Linked DNA regions of Mus musculus: all the other regions are linked to region 2. Evidence: chromatin contacts called from public ChIA-PET, Hi-C and HiChIP or PLAC-seq data. All regions are on one chromosome and are shown on one strand. Each heading gives the region's core, a stretch centred on a gene start, on an enhancer-like site or on the middle of the called end of the contact. The rest is flanking DNA. Distances are from core to core; before and after follow the strand shown. Region 1 overlaps Phf21a (PHD finger protein 21A). Region 2 holds the start of Phf21a (PHD finger protein 21A). Region 3 overlaps Phf21a (PHD finger protein 21A). Region 4 has its middle 65 kb from the start of Gm31473.

Region 1 (6,186 bases), core at 1,639-4,138, 72 kb before region 2:
GGGACATAAGTGGTTATTATTAATCCTGCTAAGGTTGTGCAGTCAAAAAGCATAAAACAGGAGAAACAACATTCCTTTGTGGTTTACTGTGAAGCACTTGTCCAGTCAGGCAGAAGTTTGAACTGTCTTTTAGCAGTCTTTATGTATGATCCCAAGACAGGGAATGCCCCCAACATCCATTTTTACATAAACAAACCAGGAGAAGGAGAAAATTACTTTAAAAGTGAAAACACCATTATCTCCATTTCCAGATAAGGAAAGCAAATCAGAGACCAAAAGTGACTTTTTTTTTTATTTCTATTAAAGAAGTAAAAACAGTTAAGGCTAATCAATCCGAGAGGCATCCCAGGTCACTGACATGCCACAGGAGGGCACTGACTAGTGTGCACGAAGCCTGAGAGTGAATCCTTGTCCCACCATTTGGCTGTACAGTCCTGTAAAGCCATTTGTTCTTATGTGGATCAGTTTCATCTGCAGAGTGGGGTCTGATCAGGATCAAGCCAGATAAAGCAATGAAAACTGAAAACAGTGGCACACCAAACAAGTAAGTGATGTCTGTCACAAACTTGGCATTCTTGAGATGTGGCTTCTAACACTGCTACTTTAAGAAAACATTCAGTATCTTCATCAAGATGTAAATGAAATGTTTAACAGCTCTATGAGATAGTTCAGATGTAATAAATCCACTCATTTGAAGTATACAACTCAATAGCTTCAGACACCTTCACAGAGTGCTGTGATCATAAGCACAGCAAACTTTAGATATTTCATCACCCCAAAAAGAACTGAATGCATCAGCAGAAACTCCTCAAACTCTGAGACCTGCACACTTCCCCTAGCCCATGGGCAACAGTGGTCAATTTCCCATCACTGTCACTATGAATTTGCATATCTAACACATCCAATATAAACAAGACCATTTAATGTACAGCCTTTGTGCCTGATTTCTTCCACTTACCCTAACATTTTCAAGATTCAAGAACACTGTAGCAAGCATTAGCACTTCATTTGTTTGTGTTGCTAAATACCATTGCATTCCTTGGATATACCACATTTTCTTTAACCATTCCTCATTAGATGGAGGTCTTAGTACTTCTGAGCTATCATGAACAATGAAGATATGAACATTCATGTTGGAGCTTTCGCCTGAGCATCTGTTTTCATTTCTCTTGGGTACACACCCAGGAGTGAGACTGCTGAGTCACATGGCAACTCCATGCTTAACATTTTGAGAAACTTGCCAGACTGTTGTCTTTCAAGTGACTGTACCATTTTATATTCCCACCAGCAATGCCTGAGGAGAAGATAATTGAAGGGAGACCATAGAAAGGAAATCCTTAGCTGGATGCCTGTGCAGGGAATAGCTCAAGTAGTTCGGCAGATGACAAGCTATGCCACTGCCGGCTGCATTCCTCACAGCAGGGCGCAGAGCTTCACTTTCAGGGAGGAGAGACAGACTGTTGGGGCATTGGCTTCCTTTTCTCCCTGCTCACTTAGACCCAAGCCTAGACCAAGGTAAGGAAGCAGCTTTCTTTATACACAAAAAATGTGACTTCTGTTTCTGATACAAAGTACTACAGAATTTGCAGAGCCAGAATTTAGAAGTCCTCTATCATTCCTCAAATTCAGATAATAAGCTGTCAAAACCTGCTCTATGAATTCTCCTATGTCGGGTCCTCACCTTTTCAGTTGCACATCAGGCTGAGCCCAGACAGCCTATGCTCAGGACAGGTCAAGTACAGGCTAGCTTCCAGTGTATTCTTGTATAGTGGCTCCTGCAAGCCAAAGAAATGTGTGTGGGGTGGGGTGGGTAGGGGACACGTGGCTTCTAAACGGAAAGGAGCAGAAAACCATGAAGTCAAGCTGAAGAGGGGGGAGAGGAGGGAACAGAGGGGGCATCTCTGCATCTGCTCTTCCCACCTGTCACAGCATTGTCCTTGCTGGCTGCCATACTGCTCACTTGCAAACACAGCAATGAATAGGCACTGTCCTCTTCAGAGGGTTCCTTCCACATTCTATATTATAAACTGTACTACAATGCCAACAGCTTATGAGGACGAGACGTATACACTGGAAAGAGCCACAAATAGCATATACTATTGCCTATATACAATTAATTAGCATTGAGGTCTGCAGGTTCCTTACTAAAAAACAAAAACAAAAAACAAAACTACCCAGCAAACTGCAAAAAGGAACACAATTACAAGATTAAGCATTAAAAAAAAAAGTGACTTGTTTAAATTTTCTAATTTGCCAGACCTGTGATTAACTCAAAGTAAAACCATATTCTATCATATATTTTATGTAGTCACCACATGCTCAATTTGCTGAGGGGCTCGGCTCTTTTGTAATTAAAACAAATATTAAGTTTTTCCCCAAGAAATTTAAGGGCGGCCACTAGGGACTGCCACCGACAAGAAATGTATCACTCGCAGCTTCCGAAAGGAAAGACTCTGGCTGCTGTTTCTCTCCATTGCTCCTCACCACCTTGTCCTCTCCTGGCCACAGGCAAGGCAAAGGGAACAGCCATGCTCTCTACACACAGACTCACACTGCCAGGAGCTTTCCAGTGGCCTTGCTCTCGGCAGGGGAAGAGAAGTCATAGTGACTGAAACCGCTGGGTCTTGTTGAAGAAAAGTGGTTGACTTCCTTTGATCAACAGAGTGGTGTGCTGATCAGTGTGATTTCCTGTTCTGCCGACTGTGAGCGTGTTGGGCAGAGCAGGAGAGCTGGCTTCTGAGCAGCTCACGCAGGGAAGCAAATTCCATAGCTGGAGAACCTTGAGAGCAACAGGAACTAGAAGAGGGTTGGAACTGGAAGCAGACACCTGCATTCTGCCAGCTTGGTACTTACTTATGGCAGGATCTCTGAATGAGTGGGAAGTCCGTGCGTCTACAACTCTACCGTGTCAGCTGCAGTTCTATAGGTGACTATTAAGTACAATGTTCAAGACCAGAGTCCAAGTCCTGAAACTGTAATTTGCAAGTTTTAACTGTCCTGCTCCATTCTGATGAAGGGAAAATGGTATTCTTGAAATTAAAGCTGAAGGAGAAAGAAGCCAGCCACAGGTGGTCTTGCAGTAACACTCGCCCGAGTGCACAGGACTGCACCAGCACACACCCTCTGCTCCGTTCAGCAGGTGAGCAGCCTCTGGGGTAACACGAGTTCATCCCTGGCAAGGTACACAGTTTGTTTTCCCATAGTAAAATGCAAATTTTACCTAAAGTTAAACATAGTGCCTAGTTCCCTGCTTCACTCAGCTTCTGCTGTCTTGGGTCTGTCTCATCAGCAGTCTGTCCTTCCTAGAAAAGCATTGAAAAGTGGCTTTCTAAAAGTACAGCTAGTTTCTGAAGGATTCACACCATACTGAAATGACTTCTTTTCCAAAAGGATTAACTTTATCCTTAAAAGTTTTAATTTGTAATAAAATGTATGATTTCTAACATTAAATCTAATCGTTGTTGTTTTCCAGAGTAAACAGTCAATTGCAATTGAGCAAATTGCTTTGGCAATCCTAGTACCAGAATGAAATGGATTAGGTCAGCAGGTGGCATGTCATTTGACTGCTGCTTGGGGGCCTAAAATACAGTTAGGTCTTTTTTTTTTTCTTTTTTTTTTTTCTTTTAGTTCTGGTGACAGAATGAAAACCAGAGCATTTGACTTCCCTCCTGCCTCCATTCCCACAGCCCTCGCAGGAGTGTGTATAGAAAGTCTCTAAACCCACATTCCACTGTCCAGGCTTCTCGTGCTTCCAGAGACACTCAACTGAACCTGAGACAGTATACTCCCACTCTGCTCTTTAGAGACAGGCTTCTTAGCTACACTAGGAAATTTGGAGTTCTTGTTAATCTGATATATTAAGCTCTGCAGTAGGACTGTCTTTGAAAGAAGAGAATGGTAGTTATGCTTCAACCCAAGGGGGGGGGGTGCTCTCCAACTCACTTCATAGCAGAACATAAGCAGAAAAGACAGAGATTAGATGAAAAACAAATTTTCACCAAGAAACCGAAAGGAATGTGATCAGAGGGGAGAAACACGGCTGGGAAGGGTAAATGAAAGAAAATCTTCCCGCTCAGAAGTCAGGAGTCTAATATGATGTTGGGAACACAGAAAAAAATCTACAAATGGCACTATCAAGTCTACTTCTCCACAACATTGTTTCCAGCTATGAGAAAACTCCAAAGCTAAGGCATTCTCCCAAGTTGCTCCCAGGATAACAATCAATGTAACAGTAAACACCCAAGCCCTGCTTCAGGGGTGGCACATGGCTGAGCATAGCTGATAAAAGAGACTATGGTCCCTAGACCACAGTGAACAAAGTTTGGCTCAAGAATGGACCTGAAAATCCTATCCATGCCTCAGGCTGGCACTTCTAGGGATAGGAAATGTTGGTGGGGAAGAAAACAAAAACAAAAACAAAAACAAACAAACAAACAAACAAAAAAAAAAACAAGTACAAAGCGACAACTGCTAGAGCCAACAAGCTTAGTCTGTGCACTGCCAATGATGCCAAGGAGAGAAGACTGCACATTTCATCCACACCTGAGACCCGCCACATCCTCAAACTGGCTAGCTACATAAGCCAAAGAATTTCTTTTGCTTCAATCATGTTGACTTGAGCTTCTGTTACTAGAAGCAAGAAAGTTCTTGTAATATACCAGCCAAATAACTCAACCTTACTATATCTGGTTCCTGAACCCTGGGCAGAGGACATGTTTGTTTACTTTGCAAACTTCTCAAACTGCTAAGCACTACACAGGAGTCATTCCTACTTTAACTAAACAGAAGGAAGGGATAGAAGGAATAAGATACTAAGGGGCTAAACTGTTCCTTCTCACTAGAACCCATGAAGTAACATAGTTATTTACCAGTTTCTCATCACTGCCCTGGTAGGGCTCTGGAATCGTTATCAAAGCAGCTTACGCCTCACAAACTACCAAGTGCTTCCTTTTCCCTTCCCCTTTCTGTTAGCAAGGCCTTTCTGCCTTCCGGTGTTATTTGCCCAGACAGTATCACCATGCTTACCATAAGGGGTAAGCAACCAGATCACAAAAAGGGAAGCGAGCAATCCCACCTTCAAGAAGCAAGCAGAAAGTGCTCATGTGCACACAAATGCACTAGGGGATGCGTAAGGCAAATTCTCACACCAGGGCAAATCAAGAACAAAAGAAAGCTAGTGCTACACAAGGTAAGACCCTCACTGTGTCTTGTCTGTGTGGCCTGCCTCAAAGTGATGTTATTCTAAGGGCAAAAGTAAACTATTTACATTGTCTCTTTGATCCAAAATTCATAATTAGATAAAATGTATATTCTAGAATTTGGTTTCATGATCTGATAAATAGTTGACTTCACGGAACACAAGATTAGATCTCTCAGAGACACCAGAGTCATAATCTCCTCTGGCATATACACCTGATCTAGAAAGTATCAATACAAGGGAAAATATATACTTAAAGAAAGAGACTACTCTGCAGTCTTCTGAGCGGTGCATGCAGCAAAACATATAAATGTGCAACTGTGTTTCAAAAGAACACCAAAGAAAAGCTATACATGTGTCACACCTTGCAACACCAATAGAAGCAAATGGACATGTCCTTAAGAGTTCTTACTTTGCAGGGTGTGGTAGTGCACACCTGTTATCCCAAAACTCAGGAAACAGAGGCAGAAGGACTGCTGCAAGTTTCAGGTAGACTGGGTTGCATAATGAGAGGAGGAGAGATGAAGAAGGCTCTTTTTCAAGTTGTTGTCGATACCTTTTAACATCAGTTAGTCTTGGCTCACCACATATAGTGACTGCATGTTACTTTTTTTTTCTTTTTTAATTCAAGTAAAAAGAATCCCAATGTTTCACATAAGCCTTGCTTGGGTTTAAAGAAAATAACATATAGACTATATATGTGTATATCTAGGTATCTATCTAGATGTCTATAGACAGATATAAAATATCCTTAGTAAAGCTTCTGAGCCATAAAGAGCTCTCACTGCTGAAAGCTAAAACACTTTGGTTAAAGTTGCAAACTTCTACCTATACGTCAACTTACCTTTGAATGTTTTTTCTCAAAGGAAAAGCTGAAAACCAAAGTATTAATATCATATTAATCCCTGAATTTTATAGTATGTAAAGTTTGTTCTCTAGGAAGATTCCAATAACTCATCAATGACAAACTCAGTCTAGTAGACTGGTCC
Region 2 (6,468 bases), core at 3,628-6,127:
AAACTGCATGTTCACATGCTCTGAGTGTCTGTCTGTCTCTGTCTCTCTCTCTCCCTCTCTCTCTCTCTCTCTCTCTCTCTCTCTCTCTCTCTCTCTCTCTCACACACACACACACACACACTATTTAAGCCTCTAGAACTGAGTGGTCATTTCCTCACGTAACCTTCTAAAAGGAGAAAACAAAACTAATGCATATATTTGTCTAACGTGAACGTATAACAACATACATTTCACTATGAAACCAACTAGTAAGCTTTTGTCAATGAGCCTTCATCAAAAAGTTAGCAGCATCAATCAAAATGTTAGCAGGGACATCTGTTACTCTGTGTATTAATACAAGTGTACAGAAGAGTCCAGAAACTTAAACATTCACTAAAGTCAACTGCTACCAAACAAGAAAGAAAGGAAGACAACTTTTAATAGGGGGCATATACTTCACTATCTTCAAAAGCAAAAAAAATTTTTTAATTACGGAAAACTGTTTAGCAGCATTTTTTTTCCTTAACAAAAGCTTCAAAACTGTAACAAAGAGATTTAAGGTAGCCAGGACAGTATTTAAAAATTCTTAGTGTTCGGCATGCACTTTTAATGCATTCCTTTCCTAACTGATTTGGAAGAACTTAGCATTTTAAAGCAAAACTTGGTTCATGTTTTAATTTGTTATATATCTCATCAACAACGTTTACATGGTGTCTGGCAATTCACAAAGAAATTTCACAAGTACTGCCTAATACGATATTACTGGGAAAAAAAAAAACAAAAACAAAAACAAAAATCCACAATACTACACCTACAAATTAAAAGCAGGTCTACCAAATTCTATGTGTTTCTAAGTTTTCAAAACTTTGACACAAAACTTTACAAACAATAACAGCAGTTTACTTGACTCACAATCAATTCATCTAACACTGAGAATTTCAAAGGACTCTACTATAGATGCCATGAAAATGTTAAAGTAGCTACTTCCCTCTTTATACAGTCATCATTAAAAGTTGCTAATGGACACACCAACAAAGATTTATACCAACAGGTATAACTGTCCTTCAAGTTTGTTTATTTTTCTTGAGACAAGGTCTTACAGCATAGACCAGACTGCCACTGAGTCTCGGAGTACTCCTTCCTAAACTTACTAGGATTATGGGCCAAGTACTGGAATTGCAGAGCACTCCACTTAATTTCATTTGTAATTCAAAAATCACAGCCTTTGAGGGTCAACTGAAATATAGCAAGTGTATCGATAAAGTTGAAAGCCTACGAAGGCATCTAGATTAAAACCATTGTCCATAGATTCAGAGAGAGCAAGAAAGATCCAAGAAACCCCGCCCCAAACAATATCCCCTTTTCCAAAAATGTCTGTCTACCTTATTTCTATTTTATGTTTACAAGGATGTACCTTATTTCTATTAGTACATTCACATCATGCCACTTATTTTTGTTTATTGCAACTTCAAAGAATTTTTTCAAATTATGTTTAATACTCCACTTATCAATACCAAACTAGCTCTCCTTTGAAGGAAAATAATCCTAACAGCACCCTATTTCTAACCCAGCATCCACAATGACCTTATTCTGCACAGTAGCATAGGCAGGTACAAAGCAGATTTCAAATAGCAAAGGTGACTTATTAATAGTATTTTAAAACAGACTTACTCAAAATCTTCCTGGAACGTTACTCCTGTTGCTTAGCTGAGCTAAGAGAACTTCAATAAGAAGAGAACTTCAAAAAGACCCTCAAAATTAAGTGATCCCCTTTAACTTGTTGTAGCACCTCCTGCTGGATAGTGCTAGAGATCTTCTTGTAAACAGAAGAGTGTTTCTGAAGCAGCTCCTTCCAGATAATTGAAGAGGAAAAAGGGTGGGCCATTGAAAACCAAAGGACACGGTGTCCCATCCATCACTTTTTATCCCTTTACAACAAGGTACGGCCCAGGCAGGTGTCTTCGCAATGTATTATTCTTCCAGCTCCATAAGGATTTGCGTGCGTCCAAAGTGTGACCACCATAAACCTTTGTGAGCTGTCCAAAAACTTAAGTTAAAAATGGCTCCAATAGTACATAAGGAAAAAAAAAAAAACTTTCTATAATAGGCAACCCAGCAATGTCAGTCAAAATGTACATATTGAGTTTCCAAAATCAAAAGTCTCAAGAAAGAGAAAAGCCCTGAAATAGTTTGAACATGTTAGTCAAATGTGTGTGTGGTGAGGATTTCCTGCACTGTTGCTACGTCCTTCCCTCAAGGATAGCTGTACACATATGAAGTGCTGAGTACTGAAATTCTTAATAAACATGAGCATTACCACATTCAAAAAATTCCTCTTTGCCACTAAAACATGCCCTGAGATTTTAAAATGTATTCTTAGACATTTAAAATGGCCCTCGGTAAGCTAATGTTAAGCTCACAACAGATTCCATATATAAGTGAAGACAGAAGAAAATAGCAAGGAACTTACCGAAATTAAAATAAGTAACAGTATTCCCAGGGAAAAATCAGTAATTCTTTCCTACAAGGCTGTAAACCAAGTAGATGGTAAAACTTTGAGGGGGTGGGGGGGGGCTAACCTTCAAAGACCAATAGAAATGCTGACCTATTTATTTCTACTGCCCAAATGTGAGCAAACATGAAATGTAAACAAGCATCATAAATACTTTTCTGAAAAGTGGCCCTCCACTTCTTAGCCTCAATATCAGCCTCCTGAGCAGGCCTGCCTTCAGTAAAACTACAGATGATGGTGACGGCCTCTCTAAAAGGTGATACCCACCCTCTCCGTGCCCCCAAAGAGCCACCAGAAAGAATGCCTGCCAAAAGGCTCCCTGGAGTACAGGACAACTTTAAAGAAAAAAGGGAGGAAAAACAACAACCAAAAACCTTCAACCAGCCCAAATGAATCTGATTCTAACACTCAGCTATCAATTATTAATAAATAAATGCCCTTCCCTCTCTAACTTCCTCAGCTCAAGACTCTACATTCCTGATTATCTACCATTAAGAAAAAGCATAACGAGCATCCCAGCCATGGGATAAAATCTTAGAAGTCCAAAAACACAGCCATAAAGTTCACTGTCAAGGCCAGTGCTGAGGCCCACACATGCCGAGACCTTAAAATCACATTTGTGATTCTAGAAATCCATACTCCCGGAAACATCATTTAAAAACAACACAATGTGGACGTGCAGAGGGAGATCCTCTACTTCAAGACCTAAACAAAGAATATTTCAACATATGACCGGAATATGATGACACCGAATTCACCCACGAAAACAAAACCTGTCTACCACTAGCCGTCGTACCCTCATCTCAACAACTCAACTACTTAGAAATCACTCCCGGCACATCTACACCCCACAATCGGCATGTGGCCTCCTCCCGGGGTGCAAGCCACAAGACAAAGTTGAAAGGAGACCTCTCTCGCCCGGTGCCCCAGTGTCCACATCAAACCCCTCCCCTGCCAGGGCCACCTTGCAGCTACCCACCATTGCGAGCGTGGTCAAGGGAGGAAGAGGAGGTAGGAAAAAAAAGAGAGCGAGCGAAGAGAGAGAGAGAAAGAAATCCTAACAGCACCGCTCAGCAGAATAAAGAGAGCAGAGAGAGGATGACGAGAAGTGTTGGGAACTGCGTGCACCGCGGGGCTGGACCAAACGGAAAGAGTCCCACTCCGCGCGCCCCTCCCCCCGCGGCCCGGGGGGGAGGGGCGGCCGCGGCCCCTCTCTGAGGGGCCTGCGAGTCCCCGGCCCGCGCGGGGTCCCGGGGCGGCCGGCCGGCGGCGACGGCGGGAGGGCCGCCCCAGGGTGAGGGGTGCAGGCGGACTCCTCGGAATAACAAGTTGCAGAAGAAGAAGAATAAGCGGAATTTCCCCAACGCTGCTCCGGCCACCCAAGACAAATGCACCAACACACACTCACTCACACACACTCGGGCCCGGCAGCGTCAGCAGCCGCAGCTTTTTTTTTTTTTTTTTAAACCAGATCTCTCAGTCACCAAACAAGATGGTTTTCCCAAAAAAATATTTTTTAAAATTAAATAACCATAATAAAAACTTCCCCCCGACAGCATCCCAGGGGGTGGGGGTGGGGAAGGGGCCCAGGCGGCCATCCCCTGGCCGCAGGCACTCGCGGGGGGCGGCCTCGGCCCGCGCCCCCCGCCCCTGCGGCCCCCCAGCCCGACCCCCCACGGGGACTCTGTGTCGCCCCCTCGCCGCCACCCCCGACGCGCCGCCCCTGTCACCCGCTCTGGCCCTGTACTCAGCGCCCAGGCTCCCGAGGCTGCTCATAAACTTACTTCCAATCTATCCTAGGGAGGGGTGGAGGGCAGAGGGGAGGAAGGGGGGAGACGAGGTATTCCCATTGTCTTTTTTTTTTTCCTGGAGGGGGGGGGGAGAGGAATAGGAAAAGGGCACGCAGGGGGGCGCCCCGAAGGGGAAGTTATTGCTGAAATCTCAAGTTGACTGAGGGGTCCTGACAAGAACACCCCCTTTCCCTCCTCCCTCCCACACACCCCTCCCCTCCCCCTACCTCCCCCCCACAACAAACTCCAAGCAAGCAGCCCCTGCTCCTTCCCAGAGACAAACACCAGAGACAAGACAGAGGGAGAGAGGGAGGGGGGGAAGGGGGAGGGAGGAGAAATAGAGCTACTCAAGAAAAAAAGAGAGAGAGAGAGAGAGAGAGAGAGAGTGAGGAAAAGAGAGAATGGAAAAAGCTGGGATACTGCACCCTCCTGCTGCTGGCTGGCTGTCCCCCCTGGCAGCTGGAGGCAGGAACTCTGAGCAGGAGAAGCAGGAGGAGGAGGAGGAGGGAACTCTTCTTCATGGGGAGGGAGGGAAGAGGCTGGAGCTGCCGCTGCTGCTTCTGCTGCTGCTGCTCTGGGCCTCTCGCACTTTTTAGATATTAGTGTGTTAAGATGGTAGGTTGTTCCCTTCTCCCTCCTCCTCCTCCTCTCCTCTCTCTCACTCACTCACACTCTCTCTCTTTCTCTCTCTCTCTCTCTCTCTCTCTCTCTGGGCTGTTTCTTTCCTCCTCTTCCCCAGGCAAGGGGGGGTGGGGAGGAGGGGGTGGGGGGGAGGAACTGGAGCCTCCTCCTCCTCCAGGAGAGACACACACAGGCCCCGGGCCGGAATGGGGAGGGAGGAATCAGAGCAGCAGGAGAGAAACTGTGGGAGACAAACAAGCCCAACTCTTCATCCTCCTCCTCCTCCTCTCAGCAGCAGCAGCGAGCACCACCAGCCCATTCACCACCCGGCCCCGGGCCGCAGCACCTCCGCCGCCTCAGCCCGGGGATCCCTCCGCCCAGGCCCAGACACACTCGCCCGCGCGGGAGCCCGCCGCGCGGCCCCGCCGGCCCGCCGCCGCCGCCGTGCGCGCCCCCGCCGCTCCCGAGAGCCGGGCGAGAGGGACTGGAGCTGGGGAAGCGGGGACGAGGGAAGAGCGGGCGGGCGGGCGGGGGGCCGGGCGGAGCTGGACCGCGACGGTCCCGGGCCGCCCCGCGCCCCTGCGTGCGAGCCCGTCGCTCGCGGGAGGCGCCGGGGACCCCCACGGGGGCACGGGGCGGCGGCGGGGGCCCGCGGCGGCGCTCGGGCGGGCGGACTACTTGACGTGTCGGTGCGGCGAATTTATTTCACTTTGCCTAAGGAACGGGGTGTGCTGCGGCACCCATTGCCTAGGGAAAAAACCCGGATGTAAAGTGAGTGAAACTAAACTAGAGTGAAGTAGGGCAGCAGCAGCCAAACTCCGGTGCAGCGGCGGCGGCGGCGCTGGGGCCGAGCGGCCGCCAAACTCCCGGCCCGCCGCCGCGTCGCAGCCCCGGCCAGGCCCGAGCCCCGGTCCCCTCCCGCCGTTGAGAGCTGCTGGGGGGCTCCCGAGCAACCCCAACTCCCTCCAGTGCAACAGCAGTTTGCAGGGGTGGGGGTGGAAAGGAGGCAGGAGCGAGGAGGAAGCACTGCAATGGGGGAGCGAGTGGTCCAGGCAACAGGAGAAGATGCAAGCTCAAGTCGAATGCAACATGCAATCCCCGGCCACCCCGCCCCCTTTGCAAATAACTACCCTTGAACCACTTTATTAGCCGTGCCGAGTCCCACTCTAGCTCCGGGGAGGGGCGGGGGACGGGGTCCTTCGCTCACCTTTATTTATTGCTGCTTTCTGCCCCCCTCTCCATGTTTTTTATTCCTAAGTTCTTTTGTTCTAAGGGGGATGATGGCATTTACTTTTCTGCTTTGTGTAGCAGGGCAATCACTGGGAATCGGCCACGTATAATCCGGCGGTTTGTCATATTTTATTAGTGAAAGTATTTTATGCCTAGTCCACCTCCAAGGACTGTAACATGGAGAACTGCAGGGGCGGGGGTTGGGGGGGACGACATCAGAAGAATTCTTGTTTTCAGAGATTTCTTGGCTGAGCGGGGAGGGCCTTTTTTTTTTTTTTTTAATCATTGAGGAGGTTCATTTAAATTATTAAATCGATAGTTTTCAACTTGAAGCTT
Region 3 (6,257 bases), core at 1,628-4,127, 89 kb before region 2:
TCTTTGTATGGTGTTTATAACTTGATTTTATAATTATATCCACATGGAAATGCATTCTTAAGATAGAAAGGTAAAAAGATACCCTTTGAAAAAAGGAAGCCCTGACACACCCAGCTAACAGAGCAAAGTGTTGTGCTTTGCAGCTTTAGACAGAGCCAACTGCTGACTGTATCTGAACTCCATCTCCTTTAAGACTTTCAAAACTACAGCAGGCTTAAAATCCCGCCCCTCTGTAGACAACTCAGTGGAGACTATGACCAAGGTACATTTTTAGCTTTTATTTTCCAATTTCTTGAGTGAGTGTCAAAACAAGGACATTTTCTCTATGAGCTGTTACTCTGATCAAAAATGCTTCCTTTAGCCGGTAGTGGTGGCGCTCGCCTTTAATCCCAGCAGTTGGGAGGCAGAGGCAGGCAGATTTCTGAGTACAAGGCCAGCCTGGTCTACAAAGTGAGTTCCAGGACAGCCAGAGATACACAGAGAAACCCTGTCTGGAAAAAACAAATAAATAAAAATGCTTCCTTTATTGTATTCGGACATGTCATTGTCTTTTCTTAATCTAGATGAATATTTTCATCTAGGGCTTTTTCGCTGAACATGTGGAGACCAGCCTGGTCTACAAAGTGAGTTCCAGGATAGTCAGGGCTACACAGAGAAACCCTGTCTCAAAAAAAAAAAAAAAAAAAAAAAACACCTGATTTCATACTAGCATCTGTACAAAGAATTTAAATACATAATAAGAAGTGTTCTTTCTTAGCCTGAGATGTAGAAATACTTTTCCTTATTCTACTTTTTTAAAGCTTTCTGTATGATGCTGACGACCATGCTGGGCACACATATGCCACCCTGTGCAGGTAGGGGTCAGAGAGCTCTATGGATTCTTTTCTCCCACCGTTATGTGGGTTTCAGGGATCGAACTCAGATCGTACGACTTAAAAAGCAAGTGCCTTTACCTGCTGAGCCTCATTAACTGATTTTTTTTGAAAATACAAATTTTACTGTGTACATTTCATGTACAAGATATAAAACACATGTATACAGTAAAATGGTTACTGTAGTAACAGATATGAACACGTCCATCATTTACCTTACCAGCCAACCTTCCAACACAGCAGTAATCTACTTATATCAAGCTATCCTGAATGCAAGACACTCCTATTAACTATAATGCTCACTGTTAACCTCATTCTACATATTTGCTCCTTTGTACATTTCTCCAGTCACTTTTAAAAAAATTTTTTATTGCTATATATTATCATTAGTCTACTCTCTGAATGTACCTAAAAATAATTTTTAAACAGCCTTGAATGTAAAACCAGAAACATAAATTTAATATTTTCAAACAATTGTATCATAAATAACAAAATCAATTTTCACTAAAAATATAGTGGCACAAGTCTTTAATCCAAGCATTTGGAGGATTTCTGTAAATCCAGTCTAGCCTGGTATACATAGCAAGTTCTAGGACAGCCAGAACTACATACACCTTCCCCCCCAATCAAAAAGTGATGAAATATTTTATGTTCTCATTCAACTATTTTTAAATCTTTTTAAGATCACATTTTAAAGAACTTGAATATTTTTTTCTTCCATACAATAGAGGGAAAAATAGGGGAGGGGAAGATAGGAGGAGAAAGGGATGAAGGGAGAGGAGAGGAATGAGAGGAGGAAGGAGGGAGGAGTGAGAAGGGAGAGGGAGAGATTCTAAGAACAACTTGTACTCTGGGCAAGATGTGAAGGAAATGGGGGTAACTGATCAGAGAGAATCCTGACACACCTGTATTTTCTCTCAGGTCAGTAACTGACACAGCAAACAAGATAGAACCATGAAGAACTCCAGTGCCAGAGTTCTCGGAGGACTAGCATGTCAGGCAGTACTGAGCACCTAGCGCACAGTCTATCAGGGAGCACATGAGCTCAAACCTGCAGAATTATTTCTTCCTGTCATGTGGCCATTTCAATCAATGCCTGATCCTGAGTTTTGTTCTGCAATACATCCATTCCAAACTCTCCTCAGCAAGTCTTTTGCCTCCTGCCTGTGTCAGAAACATGTTTTCTTAGTTCCCAACTGCAGTAATAACTGAAGCTACCCATCTTTCTTTGTTGTTGTTGTTGTTTTTTAATACTTTTTATTAGGTATTTTCCTCATTTACATTTCCAATGCTATCCCAAAAGTCCCCCATACCCTCCCACCCACTCCCCTACCCACCCACTCCCACATTTTGGCCCTGGCGTTCCCCTGTACTGGGGCATAAAAAGTTTGCAAGTCCAATGGGCCTCTCTTTCCAGTGATGGCCGACTAGGCCTCTTTTGATACATATGAGCTAGAGTCAAGAGCTCTGGGGTACTGGTTAGTTCATAATGTTGTTCCACCTATAGGGTTACAGATCCCTTTAGCTCCTTGGCTACCCATCTTTCACAGGCCTGCCAAGTTCATAATCAAGAAACCACAGTTTGGACTGATATGTCACTTCCTTGGCTAAAACAGACAGACAGACAGACAGACAGACAGACAGACAGATAGACAGACTGACTCAGAGCTGCAAGCGTAAGAGAAGGCTAGTGGGAACTATACTCTTTAGGAGAGAAAAGCAGCACAGACGTACTCTGTCTAAAGCAGACACATGTGGAAGACGAAAGGCTGTGTGTTTCCTCCACTGTTTGGGTCTCAGGCTCTCTTCAGATTAATAGGTATGGAGGCAGGTCAAATCCAGAGCACCTGGCTGGGACTCTTTTCCTCTGGTTTTAACTCTGAGACCAAACACTGTTCAGAAAAGTACTCAGTAATTTTTTCTCTTCCAGAGACTTTATTATTAGCACTCTATTCAAAGTGAAAGTATCCCTGAATACTCAGAAGCGACTCTCACTCAGAATGAGACATGAATGCCTGATTAAAGCTAGCAGCAGGTTTGAGGTCTAGATTGTAATAGGGTCACATAGCTACCCAATTTCCCCAAATGCACAGCTTTTTGTTCGTTTCTACACCAAAATAAAGACAATAGTTTTATTTGCTGATTGCCAAATCAGTCAAAACCTGATCGTAAATGCTGGTTTAAAGAAAAATGTTTGGGCATAGAGGAACAGCTCAGCGTCTGAACACTCCACACTGTGCATGGGAGCCTGGGTTCAGTCTCAAAACTCAGATGAAAAAGGTTGGGAACTGTGCCAATCTCTAGCCGTTTCTCAAACATGGACTGGCTGGCACTGGGGTCTAACTTAGTAAGTCTAGAGCAGTGGTTCTCACCCTTCCTCATGCTGCAACCCTTCACTACAATGCATGCTGTGGTGACCTGCAGCCATAACACTATTTCATTGCTACTTCGTACCTCTAACTTTGCTAGTTATGAATCAAAATGTAAATATCAGATATGCAGGATATCTGGTAAGTGACCCCAAAGGTCTCGACCCACAGGTTGAGATCCACTGGAATAGAACACCATCCATTATCCTTAGGATAACTGCAGCTGCATAAAATGAGCATCTCACAGAAAAACAGAAATGTATTTTCATTTAAATCTTTTCTTTTGGTGCAGAGGACTGAAGTTAGGGCCTTGCATATACCAAACATTCATGATCAGAGTAAACAACACTCCCAACCCAAAACTAAAGACAAAAACACTGAAATCAATTTAAAATGTAGATTTCTATTAGCCAAAGGGCTGCACAGTCTTATCATCTGTGGGCATTGCTGCTCTCCAAGTACACGAACTGTTCACAGAGACAGGACTGCTCAACACAGCACCTGCTTTGTAGCACAGCTGGCCTCGAGCTCTCAAGCTTCTGGGCTTAAGTCACCTAAGCACTGGGATCAGTGCCAAGCCACACCACCACATCTTCACATTTTTAACAAGTTTCACAGGCAAAAAGAAATCCACTTCATTATCATTATTCTTTGATTAGTGAAACTGAATATCAACTATATACTGAGCATTAATGACATGTGTCATCTATCTATCTGCAAGCCACTTCTCTCCAGTTGTATCGTTCTCTGGCTTGTAAGAAAACTACTTCTGAATTTTTCACTCATTTTAATTTACGACTTTACTACATATGTACCTGCAAACTGTAACTGTGTGTGTGTGTTGTTATGGATTGAACCTAGGGCCTCACAACCTCATACATTAGCCAAGTTCTCATTTCAACTACACAGGTCCCAATTATATTTTAATAGCTTTTAAGTATCCTTCTGTAATTTTAATTTTCCTCCAGTATTGCAAAATTCCCCATGATGATTAACAAATCTGTAGTTCATTCATTTTTCTTTTGTAACTGTAGTATATCATTTTACTCTAAAAATATACCACAATTTATTTGTCAAAAGATGCTCGGATTGATTCTGTTTCAGCTATTATGAAAAAGTCCACTGTAAACAAGTCCCTCTGTGCATCACTAAGGGCACCTCTAGAGCTACCCTGTCCAGTACAGTATCTGTTAGCCACATGTGGCTATTGAACATGGAAATGCGGCTATAGAAAATGAGACATGCTACAGGTAGAAAATACAAACACCAGGTTAAAAGACTTTGTAAAGAAAAAAATGTAAAACAGCTCACAGGAGACTTACAATGTTGATCATATGTTGAAGTATTTTAGATTCCAGAATTTAAATTAAGTATTTAGATTTAAAATTACAGCGAAATAGTACATTTTATAAAATATGTAGTTAAAACTGATGATCATAACTTAAAATGACTCCTACCTATTTTCTTGTTGTAACGCAGCAACTAGAAAAGACTACTTTACATTTGCAGCCACACTGGACAATGATGCTCTAGAATAAGACACATAGGTGCACATTTCAGATTTGCTACAAAATACAAATGCTGCTCCCCATGTGGCAAACCAGCCACTAGTACACAGGATTCTCAACTCCATATCAATAATTATTGTTGATATTATGTATATTTACTTTGCCCATGTGGTAAAACAATATCTCATGGTTTTACATGTATATGTATATTAAATATATATGTGTGTGTATATATGTGCGTGTGTATATCACTGTGGCATGAAGAACTGAACCTGGAACACTGCACATGCTGGGCGAGTAGCTTATCACTAAGCTACATCCCAGACTTCTATTAATGTTTTTTTTTTTTTTAAACAGGGGCTTATTATGTAGTACTGGCTGGCCTGGAACTCAATGTATAGTGCAGGTTGGCTCGAAACTCACAGAGATCCACCTGCCTCTGCTTCCTGGGTGCTGGGATTAAGGGCATGTGCCACTATACCAGCTACTGGGTCCTGTTATATTTTTTTGAGACAAAGTTTCAACAATCTGTCCAAGCTGGCTCTGAATTCAATCTGTGCACTGCCAAGACTTTGAACTTGTCGTCCTCCTGTCAGTTTCCCGCGTAGCTGGGATTATAGGCCTGCTTTGTTTTAATTTACTTATAGGTAGGGAACACACAGCATTTGAATGGAGGAAGAGAAGACTCCTTCCACCATGTGGGTCCCACACTTGGCTGCATGCTCTTCTATCCACGGAGCCATGGGGATTGCTCAGAGACTAGGTTTTAAATCTTATCTCCCTGGTTGTAGAAGGCCGCCATTGCTCATACACTTCCTGTCCGCTGATGTTTTCTTCTCTGTAGTGCAGATGACTGTGTTACTGTTTGAATGTGAGTTGCGGGTCATTGTTCCTGTTCCCTTGGGAGCTCATCCTTGTCTCTCGGTCAAGAACTCTTTAACATATAAATCTGAAGAAACTTTGTCAGATGTGTAACAAGAGTTTGAGACATTTTGTCATTCTTTTAATTTCTATTTTACTGCCTTTACTTACATAAAGAAGAGTTCCTTCCTTTTTAAAATTGTGTATATTCACTTTCCCACTAAAATATATTCATTGTACATAATTACTTGTCTGCTTAAAACCATGGACTCTAATATGTATGCTTTTATTATTGTTAATTATTTTGTGCATATGTGTGTTTTGCCTGCATGTATGTCTGTATACCTGTATGTGCCTGGTCCCAGGGGAGGTCAGAAAAGGGTATCCAGATCTCCTGGACCTGGAGTTACAAATGGTTGTGAGCCTTGGTAGGTGTTGGGAATTGAACCCAGGTCCTCTAGAAGGGCAATCAGTGTTTTAGCCACCAAGCCAACTCTCCCACCCCGCTATGCCTATTTTAATAAACTTACCTCTAATGATTATGAAACAACTTTTTGGGTTGCATAAGGACATTTTCATATAAGTATTCCCTTTTATTCTCTTAGGTTATTAACTCTCTTCCTGTATGGTTTCCGGTTTTCATATGC
Region 4 (7,017 bases), core at 1,311-3,810, 90 kb after region 2:
TGTGATATGTCCTATCTCAAAAAAGTAAAAAAAAAGTGCGAGTTGTGTATGTGTGTGTATGTGTGTATATGTGTGTATGTGTGTGCGTGTGTGTGTGTGTGTGTGTGTGTGTGTGTGTGTGTATCAAAGAAAACCTCCAGCCATTGTGGCTCACATCTGTCACCTCAGCATTTAGGAATCTGGGAAAGATAAGGAATTTGAGGACATCCTGAACTACATTATGAGTTCAAAGCTAGTGTGGACTACATAGCGAGATCTTGTCTCAAAAAGAAAAGAAATAAGAAGAAGAATTCATAATCCTTCCTTCTTTTCTGAGATTACCGATTGCTATGGCTTATATTAGAAATGTCCTAGAGGCAGATGGACCTCTGTGAGTTCGAGGCCAGCCTGGTCTACAGAGTGAGTTCTGGGACAGCCATGGCTACACAGAGAAACCCTATCTCAACAACAACAACAACTAATAATAATAATAATAATAATAATAATAATAATAATAATAATAGACTCCAACATTAGAAGTGTCCCTGCAGGTCCCCAGGTGGAGCTGCTTCAAGGGACTGTGGAATGCTTTGGATGAGTGACTCAGTGGACAGAGGGGCCGTCCAGGTCATGAGTTTCCTTCCTTGTCCCTGGTGTTCTGCTCCCTTCTTTTTATTCACTCTTATGTCGGGGTGCAGCCTACATTCAATGTGGCTCTTCCCTCCTCAGCCAATTCTCTCTGGAAATGCCTGCACAGACATACCCACAGGTGTGTCCCTTAGTGAGTCTAAAACCAGTCCACTTGGCAGCAGAGAGCAGAGAGCTGGGTTGGCTAGCAGAGAGCTGTAGCCTGGTCCCCTTTTCTGGGCTCATTTCTCTGCCTCCTGACTCACCGAGATGTACAGGCTCCCCACAATGAGTCACTCAGCCGCCATGCCTCCCCACTACAATGGCCGCCCCACTATGATTACTGCTTTGGTGAGTAACACTTTCATGTTTTCCCTATACAGGTGTATACATAAGACTTTTATTTTTAATAAAATAAGATCATATCATAGTTGCTTTCAACTTATCTTTCCCACTCTCTCCCTTAATAATATGCTGTCAACATGTTTCTGCTTTGATTATTTTCTACAGAAGTGACTGTTTTACTCTCTTGGGTCATGTACCTATTTGAGAATCCCAAAGAATCTTCCTTCCAGAAATACACACACTCCCACACAATTATGCACATGATTTCAGAGATTCCAGGAGCCCTAGACCCTGGCTGAGAGCCTTGATATGACAATACCATTCTAACGTCTCCATGACATCCACCACAGAAGGATGCTGCATAAGTTCTCAGGTCAGCTTTAATCAGCCCCACTGATCAGACATTCCTGGGGTTTTTTAATTGCTATAATCAATGCTGAGGTTAATATTCCTATGGATAAGTCTTTAAGTTTAGCCCAGGTTATTTCCTTGGGATCAATTCCAAAAGTGTGGTTATTTTTAAGACATTTGATTGTGGTGCTTTCTTTTGCCTTATTTATTTTATTATTTTTTATGTATGAGTGTCTTGCCTGCATAGATGTAGTACCACATATGTACATGATGCTCCCAGGGGTCAGATCCTGTTAAACTGTACTTACAGATGCTTGTGAGCCACCATGTGGGTACTGGGAGACCAACCAGGATCCCCTGGAAGAACAGCAGTCACTCCAAAGCGCTGAGCCATCTCTTCAGCCCCGGTTTTGTGCCCTTTTAATACTGGCTCAGAACTTTTCTTTCTCTTTTTGCTGTCTTGAAGACAGTGATTTCTCTGACTCCAAGGTCTGAGTTGGGACTGTCAGCTTTCTCTGTTCAACACAAATCCAGAGAGAGAGAGAGAGAGAGAGAGAGAGAGAGAGAGAGATGCTAAGTTCTTGCTTAATTTTGTAGTAGGTTGGAGAGAGCACACCATGGCATACCGTGGCACCTATATGAGGTCCCAAGGAACCTAGCAGAACACAGTTCTTTCTTTTTACCAGATCTGGTAGTAAGTACCCTTACCCACTGAGTCACTCTCCATCCCCTATGACCTTTCTTTGAAGAAGATCTCTTTGTTCTGGTTAAAAAAAAATCACAGGGTGTTTAAAAAACAAACAAACAAAACACCAAACAAACAAAAAACCCACTTTTACTGATTTTCCTGTTTAAATTGTAAAATTTTTGTACCCAAAGCAACCTGAAGCTCCTTTCACCATGGTGATGCTGTAATTTGGTTGTTCCTTCCCTCCTGTTTTAAACAATCAAATAAAATGTTCTGGCTATAGGAATAAAAAATTTAAGTTCAATATAAGATCTCCACAGTGAAGTTTATAAGGAGAAACGTGCACATAACGACAAATGTTTGTTGAACTACGCTGCAAGATCAGGACACACAGCCTGGAGGGAAAAGGATGCCATGTGCACGTTTAACTACTAAAGCTTTTATTAACTGTGGCAGTGTTAAATACAACCGGCACTAACGAGGGGGAGGGTGACCTGAATACATCACGATAGGGAACTCCAAGTGAACTCTACTGAAGTCTTGAAATAGAGTCCAAGGACTTTCCTGGTAACAATGTAACCTTTCCAGTTTTGTTTGGCATAGGCAAATACTTCATGCAATAATCTCATCCTCCGCAAGCCTATGAAGAGGTTGTGCTGGGGAACCGAGTTTCCTGATAGGATTTAAAAGTCGGGAAGAAGTTGGGTGTGGTGGGTACACCCTTAATCCCAGCTCTCAGGAGATAGAAGCAAAGGGATTTCTGTGAGTTTGAAGCCAGGTTGGTCTACATAGCACATTCCAAGCCAGCCATGATACACACTAAGATCTTGTCTAAAAGAAATGTGATAGGGTGTGGTTGAAAGAGATGTCCCTTGTGAGTCTCTGGCATTTAGTACTTGGTCCCCGGTTGGTTGCTATTTGGGAAGAGTTAGGAGGTGAGCCTTGTTGGAGGTGATGTGTCACTCAGGGCGGGCTTAAAGTTTCAAAAGTCTCTGACTGGCCTCAACTAGGTCTCTGCTTCCTGTTCATGGGTTGAGATGTGAGTTCCCGGGTTAGGGATAGGGTTAGGGTTAGGGTTAGGGTTAGGGTTAGGGTTAGGGTTAGGGATAGGGTTAGGGTTAGGGTTAGGGATAGGGTTAGGGTTAGGGTTAGGGATAGGGTTAGGGTTAGGGATAGGGTTAGGGTTAGGGTTAGGGATAGGGTTAGGGTTAGGGATAGGGTTAGGGTTAGGGTTAGGGTTACAGTTAAGCTTAATATAACTTTTTTTTCCAAGTTTACTTTTAATGATGGTTCTTAAAACTATGCAATGTAAGGCAGATCAATACATGTGTCTACTTTAACAAAACATTCCTTCACATGTTTGCCCCAGCAAAATACCATCCAACCCAACTGACTTTCCAGAGAACACATACGTTTTCACTTCGGGTTAGGGTTAGGTTTAGGGTGGCTACTGTTCCGATGGGATGGCTGGCTGCCTGCCTGCCTGCCTGCTATTGGGCTTCCCACCATGGAAACAATGGCCTCCTGTCCCTCTGGAACTGTAATCCTCAAATGAACTCTTTCTTCTATAAGAGTGGCCTTGGTCATGGTGTTTTAGGAAAATGAAAGAAAAGGAACTAAGACATATTAAAAGATATTGATAAGTTATTACTATTTGAGTTGACCATGTAGCTCAAAGCAAATATGAGGTAGTGGGCTCAGTTTTTGTTGTTGTTCTCATTCTCTCTCTCTCTCTCTCTCTCTCTCTCTCTCTCTCTCTCTCTCTCTCTCTCTCTCCTTGAGACAGGGTCTCTCTGTAGCTCTGGTTCTCATGAAATTTGATATATAGACCAGATTGGCCTCAAACTCACAACGATTCTCCTGCTTCAGCCTCTCTGGAATTAAAAGCATGGCCCACTAACCTATATTTACTCTTCATTTCGTCATGCATGCAGAAAAGATTTTATTGTTTTTTAAATTCAGCTTAAGTGGTGTGTGTGTGTGTGTGTGTGTGTGTGTGTGTGTGTGTGTGTGTATTCATTCTCATGCATGTCTAAATTATAGGTCAAAACCAGGTGTCTTCTTCTATACTAGACAAGGGTCTCTCGCTGAACCTGGAACTCACTGACTGGTTTGGCTAAACTGATTGGCTAGCAAGCCCTAGGGATGCTCCTGTCTCCATCTCCCCAAGGCTGAGATGATAGGTTTGCCACCTCACCTATGTCAGAAGGGACGGTGGGGGGGGGGGAAGGAAGGGGAAAAGGAAGGAAGGAAGGAAGGAAATTAAGGGAACTGCTAATATTACTATAACTGTATGGAGATAGCTATATTTATTTATTTAGAGTTAAGACTGAGCTGTCTAATCTAGACCAAGAAATCAAGATCCTGCTGCCTCAGCCTCCCAAGTGCTGGAATTATAGGCATAGCATTACCTATACCACTAGACCTTCCCTCTCTCTCTCTTTTTGTAAATTGCACACTGGAATTAATAATTGGATAAATAACATCTACAATGAGCCCTGTGCAAAGGGGTTATTAAGCATTTGAGTAAAGACTGTACTAAGAGCTTTGTATACACACCAGCTTAGAAACATCAGCTTGCTAGGGTTGGGTCCTCAAATCCAGAGTAGGGGTAGCAAGGAGTTGAAGAAAGGCTAGGAACACAAGGCACAGATACACGATAACACTGGAACCAGGTGGGGGTCTGCTACTTGCCTACTGAGCCTCTGCATGCTTACTATGCACAGCACAGGGAAGGGTTAGCTAGTCTAATGTCCCACAGGGAAGGTGAGCGGTATCAGGCCGTGATCACCTGGGAGGTGTAAGCTGCAGTTGCTAGTCTTTGAGTGCACTGGTCATCCACTCCCACTGGGACTCCCAAGGAAAGCTTTGCCACCCCTCCTGAGCCTTGCTGGGGTAAAGCTTTGCCACTCCATGCCTATATCAACAGTACACATTCACAAGGGGTTTCCTCTGTTCCACACACACACCTCTGTGGCAAGGAGCCATCAGCCCCGTTTTACAGACTCATGAGCTGAGGCTAAGAGTTAACCATGCCTGTTCTGCGTTTCTGGATATCTGCTTCAGAGAGTCCCCTCTCTCAGTGGATATGGCCATGATGAAAGCAACCATCAAGGAGCCCTGGTCAGGGGGTGGGGAGGAGTAGAAAGAGCTCAAGGTAGTCCCTCCGCTCTGGAGGCAGAGATCTTAGCTCAGGCAACAGTCGTTGTCTGTTTCACGTAACTCAAGAATGTTGACCAGAAAGCAAACCCACACTCACAGCCAGCTAGCAGGTGACAGGGGAGGCTATGAACCGGATGTCAAGGTCAGTCCCACACACTGATTCTCTGATGCCGGGAATAAGTGGTCAAGCTCGGGCAGCCTCCAAGGCTTCCCTGTCCCTTCTGTGCCTTCATGTCTCTCTGGCCATGGCAGGTATCAAGTCATCATTGCAGTCATGGATCTACGCCTCCACTTGGGGAACCCAGTACCAAATTCAGTGATCTCCTTAATCCTCACTCCAAGACTTACAATCGGTCTGCATAAACCGGAAACACTGAATCTGGGGTGGTGCTCAGTCAGGAACCGACTTGCCCCACAGCACAGGACCTGAGGTTCGATCCCCGGTATCTACACTTAAAGAATATGGCCATGGCAGTGGCTCAAGCCTCTAGCCCCAGCACCAAGGACACAGACAGCTCTGTCTCTGAGGCTCTCTGGCCAGCTAACCTCACTGTATCGATGAGCTCCAGTAGGAGAAGTAGGAGAGCCTGTCTCAAACAAGTAAGGTGAAGGGTTATCAGCAAAGTTTACGGGGTGTACGCTTGCCATCCAAGCATGAAGACCTGGGCTGATAAACTAGAGCACAGAGGAAGGAAAGAACAGATGCCCAAAAGTTGCCCTCTGACCTTTAAACACATCTATGCAACGTGCACACTGATATACACTCACATACACACACATATGTGCACATACACGGAGAATAATAGATAAAACAACAGTTGGAAACTAAGGTGGAGAGAAACAGGAAAACACTGTCAACATCTGGCCGACAGATACACAAGCTCAGGTGGACACACACACATGCACAGACACACAAATGAGAATAGGGTAATATTGAAGGGGGAGCACCAGCCATGTCTAAACCCTCGCCTTTAAGAAATTCTGCTCTAAAATTAATAATTCAGTCGCATGACTACAGTTACCTTTGTCATCCCTGCGCTTTTAGTTAGGTTGTGTTGTTGTTGTTTTATGTGTAGGGGTGTTTTATCTGCATGTCTGTGCACCACATGTGTGCAGGGTCCATGATAGCCAGAAGAAAGTGTCAAATACCCTAGGACTAAAGTTAAAGGCCATTGTGAACTGTCAGTGAATAGTGTGAATCCAATCTGGTCCCTCTGGAAGAACGCCGAGTACCCTTAACCACTGAGCCCCTGACATCATCTCCAGCCCCTGACATCACTGCTATTACAGGTCTGGTAGCTAATGTCAGTCTCTTGAAGTGCCACATGCTATTCTAATCCATAATATGCTGACTCCTAAAAAAACAATGGATTACAAGAGGAATTTGCAAGAATCTCCAAAGTACCAGGAAAACCACAGGCTCTGCAGTCAGAGGTTGGATGGTCACTTACCTTTCCCCATCTGTGCAATGGGAGTCAAAGGAAATATCAGCCTTACAGAATCTCTGTATGAGGTGACAGTCAAAGTGCCTGACACACTGAAAGAACAACACCTCCAGCACTTCCCTTCCTAAATAACATGGGACAGTTGAAAGCTTCTGACTATTTTTAAAGATCTCCAAGGAAGGAGACCATAGCATCCCTGGGTAGCTGGTGCCTGTGTTTAACAACCCACTTAGATGATGTGTGAATATAGCACAGAGGCCCACATCCAAGGAGGCTGACAAGGCTGGGAGGCATGCCAAGCAGCCTGCTGGACCGCCACCATCCCGTACCTTCCCCCGCCATATATATATATATATATATATATGCACATGCTTAGCCCTCCTTCTCCAGGCCAACCTCCAGTTCCCTGGTCTGGAAGCG

Evidence for each region. Hi-C and Micro-C count contacts between places; a contact is called where the count stands out from the background. ChIA-PET counts read pairs in DNA pulled down with a chosen protein or histone mark. HiChIP or PLAC-seq counts read pairs in DNA pulled down with a chosen protein or histone mark.
Region 1: a contact with region 2 is called in an RNA polymerase II ChIA-PET map of memory CD8 T cells, with 2,248 read pairs. The contact joins the enhancer-like site here to the promoter of Phf21a in region 2. A contact is called at or near these places in 1 of 39 promoter capture datasets (pre-B cells), 9 of 484 Hi-C or Micro-C datasets (B cells, CD4 T cells, CD8 T cells and 6 more), 9 of 115 datasets of contacts at active chromatin or transcription factors (the HPC-7 cell line, the SCID.adh cell line, bone marrow-derived macrophages and 6 more) and 3 of 9 other capture datasets (adipose tissue, liver and macrophages).
Region 3: an H3K4me3 HiChIP or PLAC-seq map of bone marrow-derived macrophages shows a contact between it and region 2, with 3 times the contacts expected there. The contact joins the enhancer-like site here to the promoter of Phf21a in region 2. A contact is called at or near these places in 2 of 39 promoter capture datasets (Sertoli cells and hippocampal neurons), 3 of 484 Hi-C or Micro-C datasets (LSK cells, cerebral cortex and cortical neurons), 4 of 115 datasets of contacts at active chromatin or transcription factors (the HPC-7 cell line, the SCID.adh cell line, bone marrow-derived macrophages and 1 more) and 3 of 9 other capture datasets (adipose tissue, macrophages and pancreatic islet).
Region 4: a Hi-C map of Sertoli cells shows a contact between it and region 2, with 2.3 times the contacts expected there. The contact joins the enhancer-like site here to the promoter of Phf21a in region 2. A contact is called at or near these places in 5 of 484 Hi-C or Micro-C datasets (the Patski cell line, Sertoli cells, bone marrow-derived macrophages and 2 more) and 3 of 115 datasets of contacts at active chromatin or transcription factors (the SCID.adh cell line, embryonic stem cells and neural progenitor cells).

What each region holds. Positions count from the first base shown.
Region 1 is chr2:92,252,778-92,258,963 of GRCm38.p6, reverse strand. The region is part of intron 6 of Phf21a (PHD finger protein 21A); the gene reads right to left. Among named protein-coding and RNA genes, the nearest start is that of Mir1955, 64 kb to the right of the region's middle. Within about 2 kb of position 2,888, at least 47 of the 459 cell types and tissues checked have an H3K27ac peak or open chromatin away from gene starts, as enhancers often do. A contact at or near this core is called in CD8 T cells, the SCID.adh cell line, effector CD8 T cells and 2 more, where this site is marked.
Region 2 is chr2:92,182,591-92,189,058 of GRCm38.p6, reverse strand. Phf21a (PHD finger protein 21A) reads right to left here and starts at 4,877. Exons shown (of 19, transcript NM_001362829.1): 1 at 4,707-4,877.
Region 3 is chr2:92,270,216-92,276,472 of GRCm38.p6, reverse strand. All of the region lies in intron 6 of Phf21a (PHD finger protein 21A), which reads right to left. Among named protein-coding and RNA genes, the nearest start is that of Mir1955, 81 kb to the right of the region's middle. Within about 2 kb of position 2,877, at least 61 of the 459 cell types and tissues checked have an H3K27ac peak or open chromatin away from gene starts, as enhancers often do. A contact at or near this core is called in LSK cells, the SCID.adh cell line, adipose tissue and 4 more, where this site is marked.
Region 4 is chr2:92,089,809-92,096,825 of GRCm38.p6, reverse strand. No RefSeq gene overlaps it. Among named protein-coding and RNA genes, the nearest start is that of Gm31473, 65 kb to the right of the region's middle. Within about 2 kb of position 2,560, at least 9 of the 459 cell types and tissues checked have an H3K27ac peak or open chromatin away from gene starts, as enhancers often do. A contact at or near this core is called in Sertoli cells, where this site is marked.